7 separate regions of the Mus musculus genome follow, and all the other regions are linked to region 1. The links are chromatin contacts, called in public HiCAR-type, HiChIP or PLAC-seq and promoter capture Hi-C maps. All regions are on one chromosome and are shown on one strand. The core of a region is the stretch at or near the end of the contact, and the rest is flanking DNA. Distances in the headings are between cores, read along the strand shown.

What was found. Promoter capture Hi-C pulls out the DNA fragments that hold promoters and counts their contacts. HiCAR-type assays count read pairs that join an accessible place to other places. HiChIP or PLAC-seq counts read pairs in DNA pulled down with a chosen protein or histone mark.
Region 2: a contact with region 1 is called in a promoter capture Hi-C map of pre-B cells, with 4 times the contacts expected there. The contact joins the promoter of Appl1 here to the promoter of Selenok in region 1. A contact is called at or near these places in 2 of 39 promoter capture datasets (liver and pre-B cells) and 1 of 115 datasets of contacts at active chromatin or transcription factors (astrocytes).
Region 3: an H3K27ac HiChIP or PLAC-seq map of embryonic stem cells shows a contact between it and region 1, with 4 times the contacts expected there. The contact joins the promoter of Arhgef3 here to the promoter of Selenok in region 1. A contact is called at or near these places in 4 of 39 promoter capture datasets (embryonic stem cells, hippocampal neurons, liver and 1 more) and 1 of 115 datasets of contacts at active chromatin or transcription factors (embryonic stem cells).
Region 4: a contact with region 1 is called in a HiCAR-type map of astrocytes, with 7 times the contacts expected there. The contact joins the promoter of Tasor here to the promoter of Selenok in region 1. A contact is called at or near these places in 2 of 39 promoter capture datasets (cranial neural crest and embryonic stem cells), 3 of 484 Hi-C or Micro-C datasets (B cells and the G1E-ER4 cell line) and 3 of 115 datasets of contacts at active chromatin or transcription factors (astrocytes, embryonic forebrain and large pre-B cells).
Region 5: an H3K4me3 HiChIP or PLAC-seq map of embryonic forebrain shows a contact between it and region 1, with 5 times the contacts expected there. The contact joins the promoter of Erc2 here to the promoter of Selenok in region 1. A contact is called at or near these places in 1 of 39 promoter capture datasets (frontonasal cranial neural crest), 5 of 115 datasets of contacts at active chromatin or transcription factors (astrocytes, embryonic forebrain, embryonic midbrain and 2 more) and 1 of 9 other capture datasets (embryonic stem cells).
Region 6: a contact with region 1 is called in an H3K27ac HiChIP or PLAC-seq map of extraembryonic endoderm stem cells, with 12 times the contacts expected there. The contact joins the promoter of Ccdc66 here to the promoter of Selenok in region 1. A contact is called at or near these places in 3 of 39 promoter capture datasets (frontonasal cranial neural crest, hippocampal neurons and pre-B cells), 1 of 484 Hi-C or Micro-C datasets (muscle stem cells), 4 of 115 datasets of contacts at active chromatin or transcription factors (astrocytes, embryonic stem cells, extraembryonic endoderm stem cells and 1 more) and 1 of 9 other capture datasets (embryonic stem cells).
Region 7: a contact with region 1 is called in a promoter capture Hi-C map of pre-B cells, with 2.8 times the contacts expected there. The contact joins the promoter of Ercc6 here to the promoter of Selenok in region 1. A contact is called at or near these places in 1 of 39 promoter capture datasets (pre-B cells) and 1 of 484 Hi-C or Micro-C datasets (CD4 T cells).

Annotation. Positions count from the first base shown.
Region 1 is chr14:29,966,402-29,969,912 of GRCm38.p6, forward strand. Selenok (selenoprotein K) reads left to right here and starts at 1,979. Exons shown (of 5, transcript NM_019979.2): 1 at 1,979-2,135. The coding sequence starts at 2,117.
Region 2 is chr14:26,968,360-26,971,815 of GRCm38.p6, forward strand. It overlaps Appl1 (adaptor protein, phosphotyrosine interaction, PH domain and leucine zipper containing 1), which reads right to left and starts at 2,192. Exons shown (of 22, transcript NM_145221.2): 1 at 2,042-2,192. The coding sequence starts at 2,095. Gm41114 (a long non-coding RNA gene) reads right to left here and starts at 449. Exons shown (of 2, transcript XR_874477.1): 1 at 2-449.
Region 3 is chr14:27,334,427-27,338,032 of GRCm38.p6, forward strand. It overlaps Arhgef3 (Rho guanine nucleotide exchange factor (GEF) 3), which reads left to right and starts at 1,611. Exons shown (of 10, transcript NM_001289687.1): 1 at 1,611-1,843. The coding sequence starts at 1,751.
Region 4 is chr14:27,427,522-27,430,765 of GRCm38.p6, forward strand. It overlaps Tasor (transcription activation suppressor), which reads left to right and starts at 1,313. Exons shown (of 24, transcript NM_001114879.2): 1 at 1,313-1,863. The coding sequence starts at 1,548. Gm52095 (a long non-coding RNA gene) reads right to left here and starts at 1,106. Exons shown (of 4, transcript XR_003951011.1): 1 at 1,021-1,106.
Region 5 is chr14:27,620,982-27,624,393 of GRCm38.p6, forward strand. Erc2 (ELKS/RAB6-interacting/CAST family member 2) reads left to right here and starts at 1,426. Exons shown (of 20, transcript NM_001347497.1): 1 at 1,426-1,633.
Region 6 is chr14:27,506,894-27,510,050 of GRCm38.p6, forward strand. Ccdc66 (coiled-coil domain containing 66) reads right to left here and starts at 1,567. Exons shown (of 18, transcript NM_177111.3): 1 at 1,529-1,567. The coding sequence starts at 1,539.
Region 7 is chr14:32,511,953-32,515,117 of GRCm38.p6, forward strand. Ercc6 (excision repair cross-complementing rodent repair deficiency, complementation group 6) reads left to right here and starts at 1,569. Exons shown (of 21, transcript NM_001081221.2): 1 at 1,569-1,647.

The DNA.
Region 1 (3,511 bases), core at 729-3,228:
AGCCTAAGCCTTCCAACTGCTCGGCTTACAAGTGTGCACCACCACACCTTGTACAGGGGTACCAGGCGGATGAGGTTCCTGATCCCTTAGCGTTTACTAATGAAGAGTGACAACACTAAATAATCAGGTTAGTAATTCCATGTTGTGATAAGGACTATGAATAAACTGACCAGAGATGAGGAATCAAGGAGAGACACTCAAATGATGACACTCGGGCTGACAACTGAAGGGGAAAGGATGGGGAACTGTCGGTGAGTCAGTTAACGTGTTACAGGAAGAATAGCTATGTGCACGTTCAGGGAGATGAAAAGACTTAGGGCACTCACAAAACTGTAAAAAAAAAAAAAAAATTATTGCCAGAGTGTGTTTTGGGTGGGAATGTGTAGCAGAAGCTAAAATCAAGTGAACAGGTCAGGCTATATCAGTGGATACTGAAAAGGACCTAGTTTGTAAGAGCAATGGGAGATCACTACATTTTAGTGTCTAAAGGGTTTTAAGCAAAACAAAGTTTTGTTTTGTTTTTTTTAAATAAATCATTCTTGTTGCAGTCTGACAAAAGTATAACCAGGGATTTCAGTTAGAAGGAAAAGAGAGCACAGAGAGTGAGAGGCAACGTCATGGTTTAAGCCCAGGTCTAGAAAGGCCCTTGAGAAAAATCACGGACCCAGGTTGGGAAGAGAGCTCGGTGGGTAAAGTGACTGCTACACAGACATGAGGGCCTGGATTTTAGAATCCCCAGCAGTCATGTAAAAGCCAACAGTGGTTGCACACAACTCAGACCTATCCTGGAGGATGAGACAGGCAGATGGCCAGAGCTCCCTAGCCAGTCCAATAAGGTGGAAAACACCCAACTCTCCCTTTCTGTACTGACTGCACACCTCATTCCTCCCTTCCCCTCTCCTCACCCCCACTCCCCGCACCACAAAGGAAACACAACAGGGGCAGCAAGGAATTTTCTTCAAACTTACTGGATGCCCAAGACCTGCCTTCTAACGCATATGTCACGTCTACAATGCTGACAAGCAGAGGAAATTGTCATTCTGAAGTTCATTTGATTTTCCCTAGTTGTGTCTCTACAGCTATTAAAAATGCCACTTCTTAGCTGGGTGTTGGTTACACCTTTAGTCCCAGCACTTGGGAGGCAAGAGACAGGTGGATCTCTGAGTTCAAGAACAGCCTGCTCTACAGAGCTAGTTACAGGGCAGCCAGGGCTACACAGAAAAACAGTCTCGAAAAATAACAAATTCCACTTCTTGAACTTATACAGATCCACCTGCCTATGCCACATGAGTACTGGTATAGGCCTGGTCTACAAAGTGAGTTCAAGGGCAGCCTGGGATACACAGATCCCAAATCAAAAACAAACAAAAACAAGACAAAAGACAAAAACAAAAACCAGCTGGGTGTGGTGAGGCTTGTCTTTCATCCCTGCGCTACGGAGGCAGAGGCAGGCAGATCTTTGCGTTTAGGGCCAGCCTCGTCTACAATGTGAGCTCAGAGCCAGGAATACAGTGTGAGTCCTGTTTCAAAAAAGCAAAACAAATAAACTGAGAGCAGAAATAACCGGCTTAAAGGGAATACGGTCCAGAGGGACTTAAAAGTGAGTTCAGCAAAACCTGATGGTTAAAGCTCTTCATGTCCCAGACACCGCCTCAGAGCCTCTCCCTGCCACTCCAAAAGACAGCAACACATCTGGAAAGCTGAGGAACGTTCCGCCCTCCAAGCCCTTCGAGCCACCTCGGACCCGAACCCTGCGCGTGTCTGCCAACTAGCAAGCAACTTCCGGTCGGCAGTGCTGTGGCCTCAAAGACTCTCGGTCAAACCGGAACCAAGTGAGGGGGGTGGGGAAAAGGACCCTCAAACAATGTTTCTCCTAGACGTCATATCCGGTCTCCTGACTCAGGCAGTATCCACGCCAGCGGAAGTTACTTGTGTGACTGGGCGGAACCTCTAGTCAGGAGTGGTCTCCCAGCAGCCAATGGGCTCGACCCACCTCTAGCCTGACTTGGGTCTGTCAGTGGCCTGTGACGTACAGGGCGGGGCGGGAGGCTAGGTACGGCGACAACAGGGGCGTCCGGTCTTCTCTGTCGCTAGGAAGCAGGCAACCGGAGGGAAGATGGTTTACATCTCGAATGGTGAGTGAGAGCCTTACCCTGGGCCGCTTCTGTCCTGACTCGCCGGGTCCTGAGCTTGGGGCGGCCTCCCCCACACCAGTGGCCGGAAGGAGTGGGAAGCGGAGGCGGTGGGAGCCGAGGCGCAGCCCAGAAGGTCCCCGGGTGCCGCTGGGGGACCCTGAAGCCTCCTGGTACAGCCAATTTTCCGATTGTGGGTTTGCGATAGTGATCCCGGGCGCGGGTGTCCTTAACCCGGGAATGACAGAGACGCTAACCCGGTCCGGATACAACGCGCTTTTGTTTGGGCCGCTAGAGCCGCGTTCTTTGCCTAGCATCTCTTTCATCCTTGTAACTGTTCTATTCAGATGGTGTATTTCTATCCCTGTTTTTCGGATGCAGACTGAGACATAGATTGACTAGCTCGCTAAAGATCACAAAGGCAATATGAAATTTAGGTTAAATTGAACTCAGGTTGGCTCCAGTATTACCTACCATACTGCCTCTATAATGCGTACAATAATGATGGCGATGGTGGTGATGCAGGACTAGCAAGAATATGAAAAAAATAAATAAAATCTGGAGACAGGGTCTCACTTTGTAGTTTTATCTGCCCTGTAACTCACTGTGTACGCTAAGGTGGCCACTAACTCCCAAAGATCCTCCTGCCTCTGACTCCGGAGTAGTGGGATTAAATTAAAGGCAAGCACCACCACGCCAGGCAATACAAAAGTTGTGACAGATTTTTCTCCCCTAAAAGTGTAGCTAGTCCTAAGCCCAAGACTTTACCCAGTTTGAAAGAACTTGGGAAGCAAGTCTCCAATTACTGGAAAAGAAAAAAATACAGCCTGAGAAGGTCGTATCAGTGCCAGAACCATCTGCCCACCTGTGTGACTTAGGTGAGACTCCTTGGCGCATTTCTACAAGACTCTCTTGGGGCCCTGGAAATAGGTGTGGTTGTATCAGATTCATCTCTGTATCTCTAGAGAGTAGGGCGATTAGCAGAAGTCTTAGGGCTGAGAGCACTTTGAATTTCTCGGCTTTTTTCAGGATTTCACCTCCTGATTACAAAGCTTTGGGATAGGTGGTGTGATGGGCACTACAGGAAGCATCATCATTCCATCTTCAGTTTCGAGCGCTCGCAGATTCTGTTATTTGCAATTTAGGTCACTAGCTCATACAGCTATGCACTCAAAAGTGATCAGTGTTCTTCTGCTGCATCCATCTCGCCACTAAAATGTCATGTGCATTTTACCAGTGAGAAGGAGATGGCAAAGAGATGCCTAGAATGAGTTCGCCTCCGAGAATTACATACTGAAAGTAGACATCTATCGAAGGAGTGAACGCTAGATCCCAGAGTTTGACTGCACTCACAGTGGACCTCTGATGTTGACTGGCTT
Region 2 (3,456 bases), core at 942-3,441, 3.0 Mb before region 1:
CCCTACAAGCTTGAGGACCAGAGTCCAGGTTCCCTAGAACCCTCGTAAAGACTGGCAAGTGTGGAGGTCACAAGTACTCTCAGTACTTTTAAGAAAGACAGGATACCTGGAGCAAGCTTCTTCAAACCCAGGGCTCTGAGTAAGACCGTGTGACAGTAAATAGATGAAAAGCAATCAAGGAAGATTATTCAATTTTGAGTCTCCATGCACATGAGCACATATACACAGAGATGCAAACACATACATACATGCGCAACACATATACACACAAAAAATAAATAAATAAAAACAAAATTGAGGATTTATCTTAGTAGTACAGCTTTGCCTAGCAACTGCAAGGTCCTGGATCCAGCCCCCAGTACCAAAGAAATCAGTTTAAATTTAAAAATGGGCTGGAGAGATAAATCAGTAATTAAGACATTGACTGCTCTTCTAGAGAATCCAGGTTCAATTTCCAACACATCATGGCTCACAACCATCAGTAACTCCAGTTCCAGGGGATTCAACACCCTCTTCTAATCTCTGTTAAACACAAATGGAACACCCTTACACCTAAAAACAAATTTTAAATTAAAAGACAACAACAATAACAACCGAAAATACTTATGGTTCAAGCTTTGCAGTAAGTACTCAGCAGACAGAGGCAGGAGGAAGCTCATGTTTGAGGCTAGTCTGAGCTACAGAATGAGTCTGACTCAAGTTGTAAACTACTTATACTGAAAATGCAGGACTATCTCTACATGGAAAATCATAGATAGGGCACTGTGTGACCCATTCTCTTTATAGTCTTTATTGGGCTATAAAAAGTCAGCTGGGTAAAAGAAGTTCAGACAGTATACTGAGTCTTAACTTAAAAAAAAGAAAAATGATAAAATTCTTCTGACTAACACAACCACAAAATTGTAGCAAATCATCTGAAATAAATATATCTTAAGGCTTTACACTGAAAAAATCATTACGCACAATTTAAACTACGAGATAAACAAATATGTGGCTTTCTCTTTCTCACATTATCTGATAAGAGTACATTACCTCCTAGCAACTGGCCTATAAAGATTGCCTTCAGAGAAAAGAATAAATCAATTCTACAATCAGAGCACAATTCTAACTTTGAAATAAAAATTGGCACAAAATCCATGACAAAAGTGCCATCCAGGAAAACAAGCGCTAGCTCTTCTCTTTTCCTCTTTTTGGTTGGAGGGCCACTTATTAAACTACAAATGCCTATGAAGTATGTACTTCTCAGCAAGCAATATTTTTAAAAATCTACCTGCAACACTGTTTTATATCCCTTACTATACATAAAGGCTGGCGTAAAGATGAAGTTTACACAAGTTAGAGGCTCCAACACCTTTTAAAACACAATTGATGTCATTAAGTACTGAAAAAGAAATCCAACGAATCGTTTTATTTTTCCCAAACTGTCTTCAGCCAGAGCAACCACACCAGCATCATCCCTAACGCACAAAAACAGGGCTTTCATTTTGATGAGTTTATTCGGGCCAATCTGCTACCCAAAGCTCAGCCTCCTCGAAGCAGCGTAGGCGCCTTCCGTCACCCGCAGTGCACAGCTCAAGTGACAGCCACCAGCCTGAGACTCGGGCACCGACACAGCACGGGGAGCAAGGCACGCACTCCTGCTTCCACCGGCGTTGCACACTCCGCCTCGCAGACCCTTCCTAAGAAAACTAGCCACTGCCGTCCCCCCGAATGCCGGGCCTCCTCCGAAAACGCCACGAACAGGACTTATCTCACATCCTATCATCGCGATAAAAACAGCACCTCCCGTGAAATGCAAAGGCGACTCGGCGCGGACTCAAACGCCAGGCCCCACGGGAGACAGTGACGGCCGCTCGGTCTCCGGGCCGCCCGTGGCCCAGCCGCGCGAGTACGCGCGGGCCTCCAGCCCGGCCCGGGAGTGTAGGGCGCGGCCCCGGCAGACAGCGACCCCGGGCGGCGGCGCCCACCTGGGCCACGGGCACCTGAGGCTCCAGGCCCGCGCTAGGCCGCGCGCTCTCCTCAGCCGCCGCTCGCGCCTCACCTGCGGACTGTCCTCCAGGGTCTCTTCAATGGGCAGCTTGTCGATCCCCGGCATCGTGGCGAAGGCTGGGCGGCGGCAGGACACTCGGCAGCCGCCCACAGCTCCGCGCGTGGCCCCGCCTGCTGCAGCTGACCCGGCCCGCCCTCTCGCAGGCGCCGCCGCCCCAGCCCAGAGCTCAGCGGCCGCCGCGCGGGAAATCCCGCCCCCCCTAGGCCCACTAGCCCCGCCTCCAGCTCACCCATTGGCTCGCCGCGACGTCTGTCACCGCTACGGGGCTGACCGGGAATTCCTCCCCGACCGCGGGTTCTCTACCAGAGCAGTGGCCGTGCGGGCCGAGCAGTGTGGGGATGTCGACCTCCGTCGTCGGGCGCGCGTAGTTGAATACGTAGGGGGCTGTCTGAGTCACGCTAGCGCACAGCTAACCTGAGCCCGGAGTGAAGACCGCCGGAGGGGACCTGAGGCAGTTTTACTTCTGCACCATATTTCGTCAGCAACCAAAGAAAAAAAATCCCTACACCTAGCGTCATAACCTTCCCAACCCTGCTCCAAGTTTTCAATCTTATCTCCTGCAAAGAGCGTTAACTCACAAATCTGTGGAATCCGAAATTGTGTCATTAACGGGGTTTACAGTTAATTTGGAGTAGTAGACCCTAAACTTTTTTTTTTCTCCTGGACACCTGCCTATCGGCATCAGTTTAAAACCCTTGATTTTGTTGACAAATCATTAGTTCTTACCTCGTCTTCAAGTTTGTCATTGCTGAAAATACGACCACTATATTTCTTGTATATCACAAAGGAAAACTTTTTTTTAATAAAAAAATTTAAAGATACATTTATCGGAGGACTTCCTTCCGTCATTAAAGGGCTTCTCTCGCAAACCGATTGTCAGGTTTGGCAGGACTCAAAGAACTTCTCTGGTCTCCTTGACTGTAGAGTGAAGCTCACACAGTTGGAGATTTGACATGTAAGGACTAGGCTAACACTGTTTTGTTGTGTTGTGTTTTATGGATTCAGCCTTGATGCACCCTTTTCTCCAGCTTCACACGTTATTTCTCTGAAGTGTTGTACAGTGAGTTTACCGATATGCAAAAAAATTGGCAAAATCATTAATATCTCCCAAAAAAATCTACCCATTAGTCCACTAGTCCATTCCACTGTCATTCAAAGAGTACGATAAGCTGGGAGAAGAGTATTAGCTTCCTGCTTCTCCAGCTGCTTCGACCCAAATCCAGACACTGGAGCAAATCCAAATATGGTAATGAAGAGGAAGCTGTGAGTTTACCAGATTTTCCCCATGGTCTCTTGAAAGATAAAAACTTTGTTTCAGAAGTTTTTTTTTTTTTTTTAAGATTTATTTACTTATTATATGTAAGTACACTGTAGCAGCCTTCAGACACTCCAGAAGAGGGAGTCAG
Region 3 (3,606 bases), core at 361-2,860, 2.6 Mb before region 1:
GTAGGAACTGCTGGGTCCTGACCTCATCTGGAAGCAGGTCTATATTTCTTCATCACACTGCCTCCTTCACACCCCAGAAGCAAAACCAAGACTCAGTACCTCTCTGTAACAACACCCTCCGTATGCAGACCTTTCACGGGAGGAGAGAAAGATACTATAGCAAAGTTTAAGAAATGTTATTTGGAGGAAATGATAACTTAAAAAAAATGAATCTTTTTTTCCCAGGGTGATGTGAATATATTTTTCTTTTAAGATGTTGAAAATTGTTACTGTAACTGTAAAGCCTCTTTGTCCACTATTACTAACCTTTTCTATCCCAGATGTTTCTCCTCTGCCACCAGGGAGAGTGTAAGCTTGTCTCAGATTCTTCTAGACATTCAATGTTGTTGACCTCCAAGTATATCTTTATAGAGAATATCAAAAAAAAAAAAAAAAAGAAAAGAAAAGAAAAAAGAGAGAAAGAGAGAAAAAAGAAAGAAAGAACAAAAGAAAAGGACAGAAAAGAAAAGAAAAGAAAGAAAAACTCTTTTGTAGCTGTGTTTTGAACACAAACTGTGTACTGCTTTGTTCCGAATTGTTACACATTGGATACTAGGAATCGAACTCACAGCCTCACACTTGATAACTATTCTCCCAAAGCCCGGCATTCCCAGCCTTTTGCAATTATTTTCCAACTGAGGCCAACATAAAGGAACTCTTTCAGTTTCACACCCATAGACCCTTCTCCTCTCTGATCTCTATGGGGTGGTGTTCTATAATTAGAAAAGCTTACTTAAATACTCTTACTAAAGACTGTTACCATTGTTTTTAGGGTTTTGTTTGTTTTGTTTCGTTTTGTTTTTTGTTTGTTGTTGTTGTTGGGGTTTTGTGTGTGTGTGTGTGTGTGTGTGTGTGTGTTTGGTTTTTTTTTATAGGTTGGTCTGGGCTGCAGCAACGATCTTGTAATTACTTCTTGGGCATTTAAAACGTCAGTGTTTCCCCAGAAAAGATCCCCAAAAGCGTGGTCTTCGCTCTAAGCTGGAAACAGACTGAATCAGTCCAGCGTGGGTGTAGGCTGTAGGTGTAGGGGCCTGTGTGGTGGGGGAGGAGAGGGGATGGTTAGAGGGGACTCCGTTCCTTCCGTACTGCGTGGTGGAAAGTATTTGTCTCTCAGCTTTGGAGCTTGGTTTCACGGTGCTTTTTGAACTGCACTTAAAATGGGTGCATTTTACTGTTTGGACTGCTTTTACCTACTAAAGCTTATTTTTAGTAAAATGTATCCAGGACAGCCAGAGATGTAGAGAAACCCTGCACACGCAGGTTTCCTCCCCTAACCCCTCGGAAAGTGAGAGCCTGGCTTGGGACTTGCCCCCTGCTCTATCAGCGTTTGCCTAGGGTCCTGGTTTCCTTGCTACAAGCTATGTAGCGGTCTGGGGTCTGGCAGCTCCACGCAAGCGTCCCCTGAGGTCCCCAAAGTCTGCAGAACCGCCCCAGCCTCAGGAGGCGTCTGTAAGTTCGCACCTGGCGCTCCTTGGAGGGCGGGGTGGGCCTCTCTAGTCCCGCCTACCCGCCCTCCCTCAGTGGGCATGGCTTAAAGCGGCCCCGCCCTTCCCGGTGGAGCTTAGGCGTCAGGTCCACTCTGCAAGAAGCAGCTGTAGGTGTTCGCATCGCCGTCGCCTGCATCGTGGAGCTCGGGCCCTCTTTTACCCGGGATTTTTGTTGTCGCCTGAAATTAGCGGTGACATCTCAAAGGGCAGGCCCGGCAGCCGCCATGGTGGCCAAGGATTACCCCTTCTACCTCACTGTCAAGAGGGCAAACTGCAGCTTGGAGGCGCCCCTGGGCAGCGGGGTGGCCAAGGACGAGGTAGGACGCGCCCTCCACACACCTGCACCTCCGGGCTTCTCTGCCACCTCACCCTGTGTACCGCTCGCTTTCTCTCCGTCTCCCCCACGTGCTGCGCTTCTCCAGATCGCCCCTTCAAGTGTTCCCTCTCACGCCTTCTCTGTGGGTCCTCTATCGCTGCCCTGCTCCCTGAGCTCGGGAACCGCAGATCTTTGATGCTGCTTCTTTCCTTCCGAGCGACTGGCAGACCGAACCCCAGTCTCTGTCTAGAGCCTGCAAAGGCACCTACCTACCCGCTGCCCTGTTAGGAAGGCCCGGGTGTCGAGAGAGAGCCTCGTAAAGCAATGTCTCCCCGTCCCCGGCCGGGGTTAAGAGAGCTAAGTTCTTGGGGACCGGTTCAGACATTTCACCAGACACACTTGGTTTTGTAGCTGTTTGAGAGCAAGGGCGGGACAGGGCACCTTTACTTGTCACAAGTAACCAATAAAGGAGGTTGGGGGAAGGGTGTCGTTCATTTTGGGTCTGAGCTAAATGAGTAATTGAGGCTCTCCTTCATGACTGCTGAAAACGAGCTAAAACGTTGGTGAATGGGAAGCTGACTTGAAATGCTAGAAACAGTTCCCATTCTGGGAACTTGGGCGCGGGGAGAGGGGCAGTGCCCTTGGGTAATCCAGGGAGTCCTCTCAGTTTGGCTTTCTTAGGCTTTCCTCTCCCACCCCCATGTGTCCTGTCTCTGGCAAATTGCTGACTGCCCTTAGAAGTTGGTTAGGTTCAGTTGGGGGAGAAGACGATTCTCATTCTTTTTCAAGGTTTTAGAGAAGACAGTTAATTGTCTTATCAGACTCCAGTTTTGCTGTGGTGGAGTCCGTAGGACCAGCTCATCATGTCGTCTGTCTGTGTCTGTGTCTGTGTGTGTGTGTGTGTGTGTGTGTGTGTGTGTGTGTGTGTGTGTTCGTTCTCCACTTTCCTCTGCCTCACTCTGAGAGACTCGGGGTGGGCAGTGACGCTGGAGGCAGGTGTGTGTCCCGCCTTGTCACAGCACTGTTGATTCCACCTACACAACACATGTAGGTCTGCTTGGTGTGTGCCCTTGACGCTCTGAATTCTGTATAGGTGTGTTTTGGGGGTTGGTAGCATCAGAGATCCATTTCCTCCAACAAGATTGCCTCCCTTCAACAGGACTCCACCAGATTCTGGTTAGATCCTCCTTTTTGTTTGCTGAGCACAAGATAAGCCTCTGGCCTTTCCGTAGCTAGTTGAATATTTGTAGAGTTTGTAGTCTCAGCAGCTGTGGAAGTGTAGTGGGCTCTCATCTGTTTGGTACCGTCATGGAGTTCAGGTTGATAGAGCCTAGAATGGATATGAGTTTTCAGTAGCAATGGGACTGGTGGCTTCTCCAACTCCTGGGAGGAGATAAAGCATACCTGGTTTGGTTAATACATTAAAGTGGGCCAGAGAAGATAAGAGTGAAAATCGCTGGGAATTCTGACCAGGCTTTTTTTTTTTTTTTCATCTTTTTGTCTTGAGTTTTGGGGTCCTGTGGTAAAGGCTTGAGTGAACCTGTCTGCTTATTCCTTCTTCCCTTGTTAGTCATAGTCTGTAGATATATATGTGCTGTAGCATTTCAGGAACAGTTATGCTAATTTTCCTCACTACTAATAGGATCCACAAAATAAAGTATATCTTATTTTCCCTTTGTGGGGATGTAATTATGTAAAAACAAGGATGGGAGGTGAGTGCTTTTGGGGAATATTGGTATTTTTCAGGGATCACCATTGAGTTTT
Region 4 (3,244 bases), core at 63-2,562, 2.5 Mb before region 1:
TGATTTACATACACTTTTCCTTGATTTGGTTCACAGAGGTGCAGGTTTTACACTACACACGATGCCAAACAATGGATGCTTATCCCAGATCCTCTGCTGCTCTTGGAGAGCTCTTCAAGTACCAATCACTTGACAGAGGCTGTGGCTCTTTTGCAGTTTATTATCTTGGCCTAACAATTCCTTCAGTAATATTGAGGTGTTGGGGGACAAAGACCTGGGCGTCCTGCTGCTGTTGCTTAGAGATCTTGAGTAAAAAGTATCCCGTGTTTCTTCATCAAATGCATTATTGGGCCGGAGCTGCTTGAAAACTAGGCCTTAGGCTGTATAAATACTTTGGATGAAATTAGACCTGGCTTTTGTCATCTCAATTTGCCTAAATTTCAACATTTAAATTGTGCAAAAGCATCTACTTGGTATCTGTTGTGAGAATGTGTCTATACAGATGGTAACTCAGAACCCCTTACCTAGAAAGAAACTATTGAAAGGCCCTCCCTTCATTTCACTATCAAATTGTTTTCTTCTAGGTGGTCGAACATTCTTCTAGGTGTGCGAGCATTCGTGCCTCCCATCATTAGGTTGTAAATTGTGCGGAAGAATCCCAAATATTGAATGTTTGCTTATGTAGTGCTTTGGTCTGGAGTACGACCAGTGCTCGTGATCTACTGGGAAAGCAGAAAGTCTGGATGGAATAGGATGTTATCACCCTGCTTATCACTGGAGGCCATTTTCTTATCTCTCTTCACTGCCTTTCTTATTGTTTGTTTATAGTCTTTATGCATATAGGTGGCTTGCCTGCATTTATGATAGAGCACCACACGTATACCTAGTGCCCTCCGAGGCCAGAAAAGGACTTGGATTCTTTGAAGTGACTAACTGCTGGTTGAGTTGTCCTATGTCGGCTGGAGCTCGAATTCTGGTCCTTTGGAAGATCAGCTCAGAGCAGACCGATCACACGACCAGGATCAGCCAATTATGTGCCGGGTTTGGTCCACAGACCTCCGGAGGAAAGAAGGTGCTTACTTGCAAGAGTACTGTCCGAAAGACGTCCTCTGGGCTTGCCTCCGTCAAACGCAGTGCGGAGAGGGCAGGGCCCAGGAATCCGCAGAATGCTGCCAAGCCCAAGCCCTCACTCTGAAGCGATGGCGTCGACGCTTTCCCCGGGCGTGGCACTCTCCTCTTTTGGCGGGCTCGGCATCGCGAGGCTCCGCCCTCCTGGAACGGTCTCTCTGCAGTCGCGGAGGCGGGCTCTGCATTTCTATTGGTAGAGCGGGTCCGCCGAGGCCCCGCCCCCTCCCGGGCCCGACGCGAGCACGTTGGGTAGCCAGGGCCGGTTGAAAAGCCGCCCGAATCCGGAGCAGCTCCCGGGGCGAGAGGCACGCTTAGGGCCGCGGTGGCGGTTAAGAGGCGTCTCTGTGGCTGGAGTGCGGTCCCCGGGGGCGGAGGGGCCGGGTGGGCCGAGACCTCGGCGGCCTGGCCCGCCGCCCTTCCTCCCCTACGCCCGTCGACCTTGTGGGCGGAAGCTCCCTGGAGCGCCTCACGCCCGCGCGATGGCGACTGCCGCGGAGACGGAGGCCCCTTCGACGGACGCGAGCTGGAAAAGCCGCGGCGGCGGCGGCGGAGACGACGGGATGAAGCCAGCGCTTCCGGAGCTTGAGTCCTCCCTACAAAATGGCGGCGGCGACGGCGGCGGCGGCGCGGGGCCTGAGGAGACCGCGGCAGCTGAAGCCGCCCGGAGCTACGGCCACGAGCAGCCTCAGCAAACCTCCGAAGCGGCCGCGGCCGCTCTGCCCAAAGGCGCCGAAGAGCCGGAAAGGCCTTTTAGGCGGAGTTTTCAGATCCCCAGGAAGAGCAGAGAAAAGAAAGGTGGTGCCTCCCCTTCCTCCCACCCCCTCTCTCGCTTCCCTCCCCCTCCATCTTTTTCATTAAGACCTCTCTGTCTCCTCTCCCCACACCCATCCGAGACACGTAAACACGCACGCAAGCGCCAGCAGCCTCTCCGCTCACGGCCACGGCCGCCCAGCCGCCCTTGGTGCGAGAGGATAGGGTGGAACCACGCTCCGCCGCTCCCCCTCTCCCCGTGGAAGTTGGAAGTAGCTCAGGTTTGAAGCGTTTCCATAAGGCTGCGGCTCCCCGAGCGGAAAGATGGTGCTCGGTGCCCCTCTTTTCCCCCAAGCCCCGAAGGCAGAGAAGCTGATGGTGGCCTCCTAAAGATGCTTCTGAGAAGTCTGCTTGTGGAAGTAGCCTGTGGCCATGGATTCTGAGGCTTTCTCCAAGGCCACTGCGTTCTAAGGACAAGTGTTTCTCACTGTGGAAATTCTTCAGCTCTGTGTGTCTACTTGAAATGTGCTCGATGTCAGCGTCTTCTATTTAGAAAACTCTCCATTAGTATATGCGCTCCATGCAGTTTTCCATCACACTTCATTTCCATGTAGTTTTTTTTTTTTTTTTTTTGGAAAAGCATTAGCTTACGTAGGTTCTTCTGTATAACTTCCAAGCCTAGAATGACTTTTCTTAAACGATTATAGGAACAGTTGGGTTGCTTACTTTTTGAGATCTTAGTGCCATATTGTAAAACGTACACTTTTTTTTTTCTTAGAGTAGGTTTTGACTGTCCGATAATTTGGAATTTTCTGGATTTGACTTAAACACTTACCTTCTTACTGCGTGTTTTTTTTTTTAATTGTTTATTTCCCAAATCTTTTTTTTTTGTCATTTGAATATCTGAAGATTTAGAATCTTGATTGGAACCGTGCATCTGGGTAACCAACTCTCTGCACAACTGAGATTATGAAAGTATAAAGAAAGTTCCTTTCTAAATGGATGACAAAGCGAAGGAAATAGCATGAGAAACCATGCAGAGAAGGATGAAGTTGATCTTTGCCGGCTGAAGTGAATGTTTCTAGAAATACTCTTTAAATGATGTAATACTTTAGGGTGTAGGGCAAGACAGTGAATTCACTTGATGTCGTTAAGGTGTGTATGGCTGTGCTGATACAAGAAAAGTTAGATACTCATCCCCAACCGCCAGTTGGTAGAAAAGGTGAGAAGTACTTTTAAGTAGGGCCTCATAATGTAGTAAGGGCTTAACAGTTTCAAGCTGTATCAAACCTTTTTGACATCCTATTTTGGATTTTAAATGACTAAGGCTTTGAACAAATCATTAAAACAAGACTTTAAAAAGGGACCAGAAAACTGGCTTAGAGTCCTTTAGGATTCTGTTTGAAAATTTAGTAAGGTAGTATGT
Region 5 (3,412 bases), core at 176-2,675, 2.3 Mb before region 1:
TTTGTGGCAGCGGTTTTCTGATTGATGACTGATGTGGGAGGACCCAGCCCACAGTACCACCCCTGTACTCATGGTCTTGGCTGGGTTAAGTAAGAGAGCAAACTGAGCAAGCCAGGAGAGTAAGCCAGTAAGCAGTGCTCCTCCATGGCCTCAGCTTCAGCTCCTGCCTCCAGGTTCCTGCCTTGCACTCCTGCCCTGGCTTTGCTTGAGGATGGGCTGTGCAGTGGAAATGTAAGCCGACCCTTTCCCAAATTGGTTCTGGTCATTGTTTTTATCACAGCAACAGAGAAGCAAATTAGCACAGTCACATTTCAGAAACTACTCAGCATGAGGTATGTCAAGAATCTCAAAAGGGTTCTCACATGTAACACACCAGGTTGCCAAGGATCCATGTGGGACAGAACACAATAGATATAGTTTGGTTTTGTCCTTCAAGTACCAGGGTTAGGGGAATGGGCACTATTTGTTGGGGATGGAAAGAAGAGTATGAGCACCCGGAGGCCATGGAAAACCTTAAATGGTATGGCTATTAAAGGCAAAAACACTTAGGCTGCCAAAGGAAGGCATCCTCCTGTTCTCTGAGCAGTTAGCATATGAGGTCCTCCTTTTCAGGGTGGGAGGAAGGATTGTCCCCAGTCACTGTTCTTCCCTCTGCTCACCCCACTGCTGGATCAGGATCGCTTTATGTGTGAGCTTCCCAGCAGGAGCCACTCTTATGTGGCCACTGAAGTTGCTGGAAGCACACTCATCAGGGCATAAAGGAAATCGCTGCTGTTCTGGAATTGACTACTTACCTCTGTCGTTTCCATTTCCCTCCCTGGTGCCAAGTGGCAGCAGCAGGGGTTCAAGACTTCTTGTTGAGCGGAAGCTTTTGCCCGTGAAAACCTTGCACACTTTCTCATGCACTTTACCTGGAGCGGTGTGTGCTTGCGTGAACTCAGGGCCCATCTTTCTAATTTAAAAGGGAACCAGACGAGACACCTAATGCATCTGATGAACAGGAGCCTGAATTGCTCTCCTTTTCACTTTTCTATCTCGCTTTTCCTTGGGGGACAAGGAGGTGGCAATAAAGTAGATGTGTTGTGGAGTCATCCTTCTATGGACCTGCAAAGGAATGGATGGTCCTAGGGCATAGGAACCCTCACCCCAGTTCTCTAGGTTAACTTAAAAGGCAAGGGCTGTTTTTGTTCCCCAGAAGTGTCTGGCAGCTTTTGGAGGGGCTTCTGGGGGAGGATTGGGAGGTCAGGTGCTTCGGGCAGGAGGATGCCAGGAGGCGCTGCGGAGCGGGCGCGCACTCGACTCTCTGCTGCCCCCCGCGGAGGTGCCCAGGTCCCAGCCGCGGCCCCTCCAGGCTCCTCGGGAATGCTGGGAATGTGAGTCAGGGCCTGGGCGAGCGGCCGTGAGCGCGCGTGTCGGGACTGCGGCGGGCGCCGCCCCCTCGGCCCCGCCCGGCCCGGCCCCGGCGCTCGGCGCTGGCCGCGCTCCCCTCCACCTCCCCACCACCTCCCCGCGCTGCCCGCGCTCCACCGTCTCGCGCTCCTGATCGCTCCAGCTCCTCCCGGCCGCCCGACGCCGCAGCCACGCGAGGTTGTAAAAATCCATGTGGGACCGCGCCGGGGCGAGCATCGCTAAGGTGAGACGCCGACGCTGGGGGCCCCGGCTCCCTCGTGCGGGTCCCCGGCGCTCGTGGGCAGCTGCAATGCGTTATCGGGGGAGCTGAGGGGAGACGCAGCCGCCTTCCTCGGGGCTATTTCAGGCGGGGGAAGGGATGGGGCGGCCTAAGGGCGGATTTGCCTCTCTCTCTAAACCCCCGGATTGGAACAAGTGCACAGTTCCTCAGGCGCCCGCCCCGGGCCACCTCCCGCAGTCTCTCTCCCGTAGCCACCCTCACTGTCCTCTCCTTTCTTTTCTGCAGACGACCCCCCGCCCCCTTTGCTGACTACCTTGCCGGGAGGGGTGGGATGTTCACGAGGGTGGGGGTCTCTCAGAATCGGAAGCTGAATAAAGTGGAGAAGACAGGACCCCCCAGCCTCAGGGGTTGTGAGCCTGGCTGTCTGGGTGGGCTCCAGGGGAAAGGGGGGCGGGGAAGGGATGCAGGTTATAAAAAGAAAAATTCATGCCTGGGAAAATGAAGATGATTTACTGGGGAGGGGTAGGAGGTGGTGTATGAAAAAGGATACGATGTGAAATTAAACAGCATTCCTACCGATTCTCTCCCCACCTCCTAATTACACAAGGGGTACTTACAAGGAGGTACCTTTAAAAATTATTATTATTATTATTCCTGTATGAGCCTTTGAAAGATCATTTTTAGGACAGTGAAGAATAAGGGCTCTTTCGGTGTGTGAAAATCAAATAGTACCCACAAACTCTCCCCTGTTTAGCCCTACATAATTTATTTTGTAGTTAGGGGTCTTTCTCCTCCTTGCCAGAGGGAGGGTCCGCTCCCTTAGGAGAAGATCGATTTTAGGCGGCTACCTGCCTTTGCTGGATGAAAGACAATTTACTCCCAGAGCGGTGAATTGTCAGTTCTCTTCGTGACTGACAGCCGCACCTGCCACTTATGTGTATAGAATGGGACCGGTGGAACCCCAAGAGCCAATCAATGCTCGGGAGAGGAGGGCTGCTCCCACTTGTCTTGGTTAGTTTCCTGGTTGGCTCTTTAAATCAGTGGTTTTACTTAACCATTGGTTTCCACCAGGTAGGACTCCAGCTGTGAGAAGCAGAGAAGCGGGAAGCCAACTCCTCGACAATGGGCTTAGAAGCAAGTATGTTCAACCTGTGTTCTCCTCCTGTCTTTCCTGTCCGTCACTAGTTGTAGCTGTGGATGCCGAGGTCGTTGGCTTAAACATGAAATCAATCTGTATAAAGAGCGAAGCGGGCATGGGCTGGCTGCTGGGACGGCAGGTTGGAATGATCTACCTTTCCTTCAGAATCGCAGTCTTCTTTAGAAGAGATGCACTTACTGTTGAGCTATCTAGAGAAGGGTGTGGCTCGCCGTCTCCTGTGGTCACCCTACCCTTGTCCTTGTGAACTCACACTGTTTCTGAGTATGTAGTTTGGCTCTTACATCAGATTTGGTAGGTTTATAAGATGTTTTTGAACATGAATAGAGAGAATTCTTTTAGATTTGACAACTCATGGAAGTGAGGGCTGCCTGCTTCTCCTTTGCAAGATGTCATTTAGGATGGAGGTAGTGGTGGGGAAGAGGACTTTCTTATCTTCTCATGAGAGGCATCTTGTTGGTTTGCTTCTGAAATGTAATAAAAGCCTTTTGATAGTTTCTAGGAAAGGAGCTATGGTTTGTGAGACTTTCTTGGGTGGATAAATCAGTGACGAAGGACCAGGTCTTAACTTTGTACTAGCAAAAACCTGATTTTCAGGTTACCTTTCTTCTTGCATTCATTAGAAA
Region 6 (3,157 bases), core at 317-2,816, 2.5 Mb before region 1:
AGCTGCCCTCAAACTCACTATGTATGTAGACCAGGCTGGTTGACCAGGCTGGCTTTGAATTCCTGATTCACCTGCCTGAACCTCCCTCAAAGTAGTCTTTAAATTTTAAAATATTGTTTTCAAGGCTGGAGAGACAGCTCAGCAGTGAGGAGCACTGTCTATTCTTGGCAAGCAGAACCAACATTGCAGTTAACAAGTGTCTGTAAAGGCCCCTCGGGTCACCAAGGGCACCAGCACAAGTGGCCCACAGACTTACATGCAGGCACGATACCCATTCACATAAAATTAAAATAAGTATTTAAAAAGTATGTGTATATATGTGTTCATACATACACATTTTTTTTAACCTAAGAGGGAAAAAAATACAAAAGACTTTCTTACAACTTTTCAGTGAGGCCAGCATGTGTCATGTTTAACCTGAAACCTGGTTTTTGTTACTGGTAAGAAATAAAGCAACCCAGTTATTGCAGCATCCTTTAACCTGCAGCTCTATACCAAAAGTCCCATGCTGCTACCAGAACTCCTTAGCCAGGTACAAGACATAGATAAGCTATTTATGCGTTTTTTGTTTTGTTTTGTTTTTAACAATTTCATGACTGACAGATTCCAAGGAGGAATAGACGCGACTGAAAGATGGCTAAAATGGTCACCAATGTGACGGCTGCTTAAATACAGAATTCCACACAACTTGGACTATTTCATATACTACACGATTGCTTTAGTGACTCTATTACTATCTTAATAAATAAACAATAAACTTTGGCTAATATGACACTTTACATGTCAAAAGCGCCACCATAAAGAAACGGTAAACACTACCAGCAAAACTTACGTTGTCTATTAAAGTCAACAAAATTCTGATGGGATTCTACACACAGTATTACACAGTCTTACGGGGGTGGGGTGGGAACGGGGTGGGCGTTATGTGTCTATGAACAGTAATGACGACAACGTCAAAGAGAAAATACCAAACCAAGAAATTAAGGGCGAGCAGGTTGACTAGCAACTTTAAACTCAGAGTTGCTTTGGTAGCGAGAATCAAAGTGCCTGCGTTTGTAAAAGGAAACAATCTGGGAGATATAGGTTGTCAGAGGCCACCCCGTTGCAGGACTACAAACAGCTCATGGGTACGTTAGAAGGCAACCTCTTGAATGAATCTGAAGTTGCTAAGTCTCTATACTACCGCCCCGCAAGCTTACGGGGCAGGCTGCCTCATTGATTTCTAAACTCCCAGAAGAGAACCTAACATTCAGCTTCTGGATGCGCGGTTACGTCTAGGTCTGGTGGCTGGTTTTCCTAAAACGATGAACTTCTGAAGATGAAGACCGCACCCCAGACTCGGTCCAGCCCCAGCTGAGGATGCTCCAGCTCAGTACGGGGCAGCCGTAGCTCCCCGAGCATCTCGCCCTCTGGGGCGCCATCTCCCCTCCGGGGCGCTCCAACACCACGGTCCGCGCTGGACCCGGAACCCCGCCCGCCGCCACGCGCCGGCTGAAAGTTACAGCCCAGCGAGTCCCCGCCGGCTTACCCCAGGTTCATGGCCCCGCCGCCCACCCGCAGCTCGCTCAGGTCACTTGTGTACCCAGCTTGCTGCCGCTGCTCAACAAACGCTATGCTGATTGGTTGCCGGGGGCCAGCCGAGCCAATCACAGTGGGACATGCTGGCGGGTCCGTTCGTTGATGCCGGCCTCCCCGGACTCTAGATCCCTCTCCGGGGGCGTCTGCGGTTTCTTCGTGATCACCGCCAACCTTGGGGAGCCGCCTTGGCTCTAATGGAGGTTTCCAAATAGGCAGAAACAACAGATGTAACCATTCTCTTTTATATTTGGAGGAGAGGTTTATTTAGTTGAAGGACTTGTGACGCCTAGGACACAGAGTATATGTCTCTGTCTCTTCGTGCTTCCCACACCTTACAGGCTGAAGTTCTTTAAATACTGCAGCAACAGTCACAGTGTGGACCAAACTCGTATATCCGTCGTTAGCAGTGCTATCTCTGAGGCACGAAGAGGCAAAAGGACTTGCCTGGGTCACTGACCACTTAACAATTATACTACAGATCTTATATCTAATGTGAATATGTGTATAACCCCAGCTGACGCTTTTAGACTCAGCCCAAAATTCCACTTGTTGCTCTTCCAGAGAATCCCAGTACTCACGTCAGGGGGCTAAGCCTCCTGCAGCTATATCAATCCTGGTGTCAGACTGGAGTCGGGGAGGGCGCACCCTCGGCAGCCTGTTTCAGAGTGAGTTCCAAGACACCACCATCCCTACCCCCATCCCCACCCCCACTAATCCCCACATAAAAATAAACAAATGTCACTTCCATAAAGAAGCTGCTGAGGGTAAAGTGTAAGAAGGCAATGTCAGCCGGGCGTGGTGGCGCACACCTCTAATCCCAGCACTCAGGAAGCAGAGGCAGGCAGATTTCTGAGTTCGAGGCCAGCCTGGTCTAAAAGTGAGTTCCAGGACAGCCAGAGCTATACAGAGAAACCCTGTCTCAAAAGAACCAAATAAATAAATTATTATTATTATTAGTAATAATAATAATAATAAAAGAAGGCAATGTCTACCTCCCTCCTCCTAGGATCCCAATAGTAGAGACATTATTAGGGTCACTTCCGGAGCATGCAGGAGGGTTTTCAGGAGTTTGGGCAATCCGAAAGTAAATGTAAAGTCTGCACTTAGCAAGGCTGGCGACAAGCTCAAGCTCACGGCTGGATGTGATAGCTGGGCATCTGCTCCCCTTGAGTTCCCAGAGCCCACGTGTCATTACAGCAGTATTGGATTTGGTTGGCTGAGAGGGATGCTCAGGAGGGAGTCCCACGAACCTCCCTATCCAGTCCTGCTATCAGGGAGTGCTATCTTATGCAGACAGGCCCATTTAAGCATCCTGAAGATGGTGGTAGCTGGGCTTGGAGGATAGTCTAGTCCTATGCAACAGAAATCCTCAAAGACTGGGCAATTCCCCATCATGCCACACACACCGTTGGAATCCTGTACCAAAGTGAGTGTCAGAGAAACAGTTGATGTCTGGTACACTTCTGTAACCACAGCTGCTGCCACTTAGGAGACAGAGGCTGGGGGTCCTCCATAGTGTGAGGCCAGCCTAGGCTATACAGGTGTGGTGGCTATTCCTAGTTGTCAACTTCTGGAATGA
Region 7 (3,165 bases), core at 319-2,818, 2.5 Mb after region 1:
TGAAGACAGGATTCAGGTCCTGAGGTTTGGTGGCCACCTGGTCAGCTCAAGCCTGGTTTTACTTCTACCCAAGGTATCTCCAGAGTTACCTTATAATCTGATTTACTAGGAGAAGGATAATAGGAGGGGTGGTGTGTGCAGAGAATTCTTAGCAATCTCTTGAGATGTAATATTTATTTGGCTAATGCTATGACAGTCGTGGCTCTCTGAGAAGCACGAATATATGTGTGTTTCACTTGCTTCGCAGAGCCCCTCCTTTCCTTAACCTTTGAGCTTAAGCCCTGATTAAAATGTCTTTAATGAAATCTTTTGACTCTGCTTCATAAACTGGCGGGTTGCTGGGGATGGCAGTGAGGAGCCTCTCACTACTGCCCCCCAAAGTTTTGTGCCTTTACACTGGACTTCGTGCCAAGGACCCTGACAATTCCACCTTCTCTATTCTTGGCATTTCTGGGCTAATTAGTTCCCAGTTTAATTCAGCTACCTCTTGGGAAACTGGGCTTTTTCTTTGTAAATTCTCACCTAAGCGAGACCACCTCCAGGATTCTTGGTTGGGTAAAGAATGTTACTACTTGGCTTAGATAGTTAATATTAGTTAACAAGTATTAAGTGACTTAATGTAGTTAAGCCATCTGTTGTAGACCTGCATGTTGTACATGCACTCAGGTGCTCTGCCCAGGTCTTGGGGTGGTGTTGGTGAGCGGTCATAAAGGTACGTTTTCCTCTTCGGTTTTAAGATGTGCCAGATGACTAAGGCGGTGAGGTGAGGATGTCAAAGCAAAGGATTTGAGCACCTTTAGCTAGTCACTCATTGGCAGACTCCCTTTTCTTTCTCTAAAAATGATTTCTGAGTTCGAGGCTAGCCTGGTCTACAAAGTGAGTTCCAGGACAGCCAGGGCTATACAGAGAAACCCTGTCTCGAAAAACCAAATTTAAAAAAAAAAAAAAAAGAAAAGAAAGAAAGTTTGGTTTCAGACCCAGGGACAAGGGACTGAGATGCGTATTTTACATATCAAAGCCTCCAGGTTTTCCCAGCATCCTTCAGTCCGTACCTGGCATACCATGTCTCAGTCCCTACCTGGCATACCCTGCCCCATAACCCTGAACTTCCCAGCCCAGGGCCTGGGCTGCCCTTCCCTCAGAGGTTCCTCCCAAAAAAATCCAGGCATTTTGCTCTCTCCTTCTCTCTCTACGCATACACGACCCCCACCCCCACAATGGCGACTTCAACCCTTGGGGCCAGTGAACTCGACAGACAACCGCCTTCCAATAAACCTGCCTTTAGTATAATCTGGTTTAAATTGGCTTATTTCACCGGTGGTGACGGAGAAATAACTTATTAATATCTTTTAATTCATAAAACTAGATAACATTTGTCAAGAATGATACAAGCCGCTCAAATGGCTACAGACTGACCACACAGTCCAACCTAGCCCAGGACAAAGGCCACGCGCGGCTCCCTTTGGTCAACGCACGTGGCAAACCCTTGCTTACAAACGGCTCAGCAAGGCGCAGGCGCCGTTGGTCCTGCCCGCCCCCAGAGGCGGTGCTTAGCACAGGCCTAGGGCGCATGCGCTAAGGTTTGTCTCAACGCTCCGTCGCGGCGGTAGCGACGAAGAATTCGTTTGGGCAGCCGCGTGGTTCTGGGTGAGTGTTCGGCAGCCGGACAGAAGGCCGGGTGAGAGTACTTGCGCCTCGGGCTCTCCATGAGGCTGTGGCCCCGCGCCGTGGGCGTCTAGCCTTCTGCGGCGGAGCCCGTCCGAGCGAGCCGCGGCTTCGCCCGTGGGCCGGATATCTTCCGGCAGGCGCACCTGAAACCGGAAGTGACGTGTGGCGCCGGCTCTCACCTGAGCGGAGGGCACGGGGCAGTGGGGGCGCGGACCAGCCCCTTGCATTTGCTTCTGGGTTTGTGAATGGGGCCCGGCGTGCAGGGCCTACAGGGCTCTGGTGGGTCTGGATGACGATGATGGTGTCCTTGAGAGGGAGAGTCAGGGTGGTGCATACCCGGCGCCTTCCGTAAGATGCAAAGTTGAGTGGGAGGGACAGAGCTGTAAGTGCTGTAACCCGGTACCCTTCGCGGTGTCATCTTCACCGCTGTCCTTCTCTTCCGAGCCCTCTCGTCTTTTTCCTCCTGACTTCATCCTATTAGCACTGCACTGCTATTTCTCTGTTATCCAAAACTGGTCTTTTACGAGCATTAATTGGGTCCTGCTGTTGTCACGCATCCTTAAACTTTTTGAGAGCCATTTCAGTGAAATATAATTTAAGAGCATACCCCCCCACCCCCCGCCCCCGGACCCGTGTAACTTGTCCCTTCTCGCTTCAACACCGTACTTATGTACAGATAACTCTCCAGACCCTAATCCAGCTTGGTTGTGGCCGTAGAAAACCCAAGTCACAAGTCTGGTTTCCTAGCTTTGTAACTTTTAGATGTTTCTGGAACGACTGAAAGATTTACACAGCGAGCAATACTATAATCAGCTCTTGAATTTTGGTTACAAAGTTCTCACTGAGTTCCAGCCTTTATTCATTATCTCATTTCGAGATGCTAACTCTGCTTTTGACCTTGATCAAATCTCATTAATCTTTTAGAGTGACACTTTGTCAGAGAGGCCACCTCACACCTTACCTTCACAGTTTTACTTAGGTCTCTCTTAATTGCCGAGTTATGTAACTTCTTTTTATGGCCATCACCACAGTTGCCCTTGTATATATCTATACTAAAGCCATTTTTTCTTTAAATGCCTGGCCTCCCAGGGGACTAGGGGGAACTGCCTCATGCCTCATTTGATTGAGTCAGTAATTTTGTCAGTGTGTGATTTAGTTCACCTCTGAAACTTTAGTGCTTTGATCAAATCCTTCTTTACATTATACTCCCCCCAACCCCCATGTGCATTCTCTCGCCCACACATGCAAGCTCTCTTCTGGCTATAGCTAGAAGCTAAACAGCTTTTTGCCCTCCTTCCCCTCCCACCATGAACTCCAGGCTGTTAACTTCAGCTGCTCTTCTTGGCCCCTTTCAGTTCTTACTCCTTTGTTCTACCACTTCTCTGACCATCCCAAGGAATGACTTTTCTCCAAGGCCTACTGGTTACAAGAGGAGGGAACTGGGCAGCACTGGAGTGTTGCCAATCCATCATTTTGGAAAGCACACGCCTGCAGTGT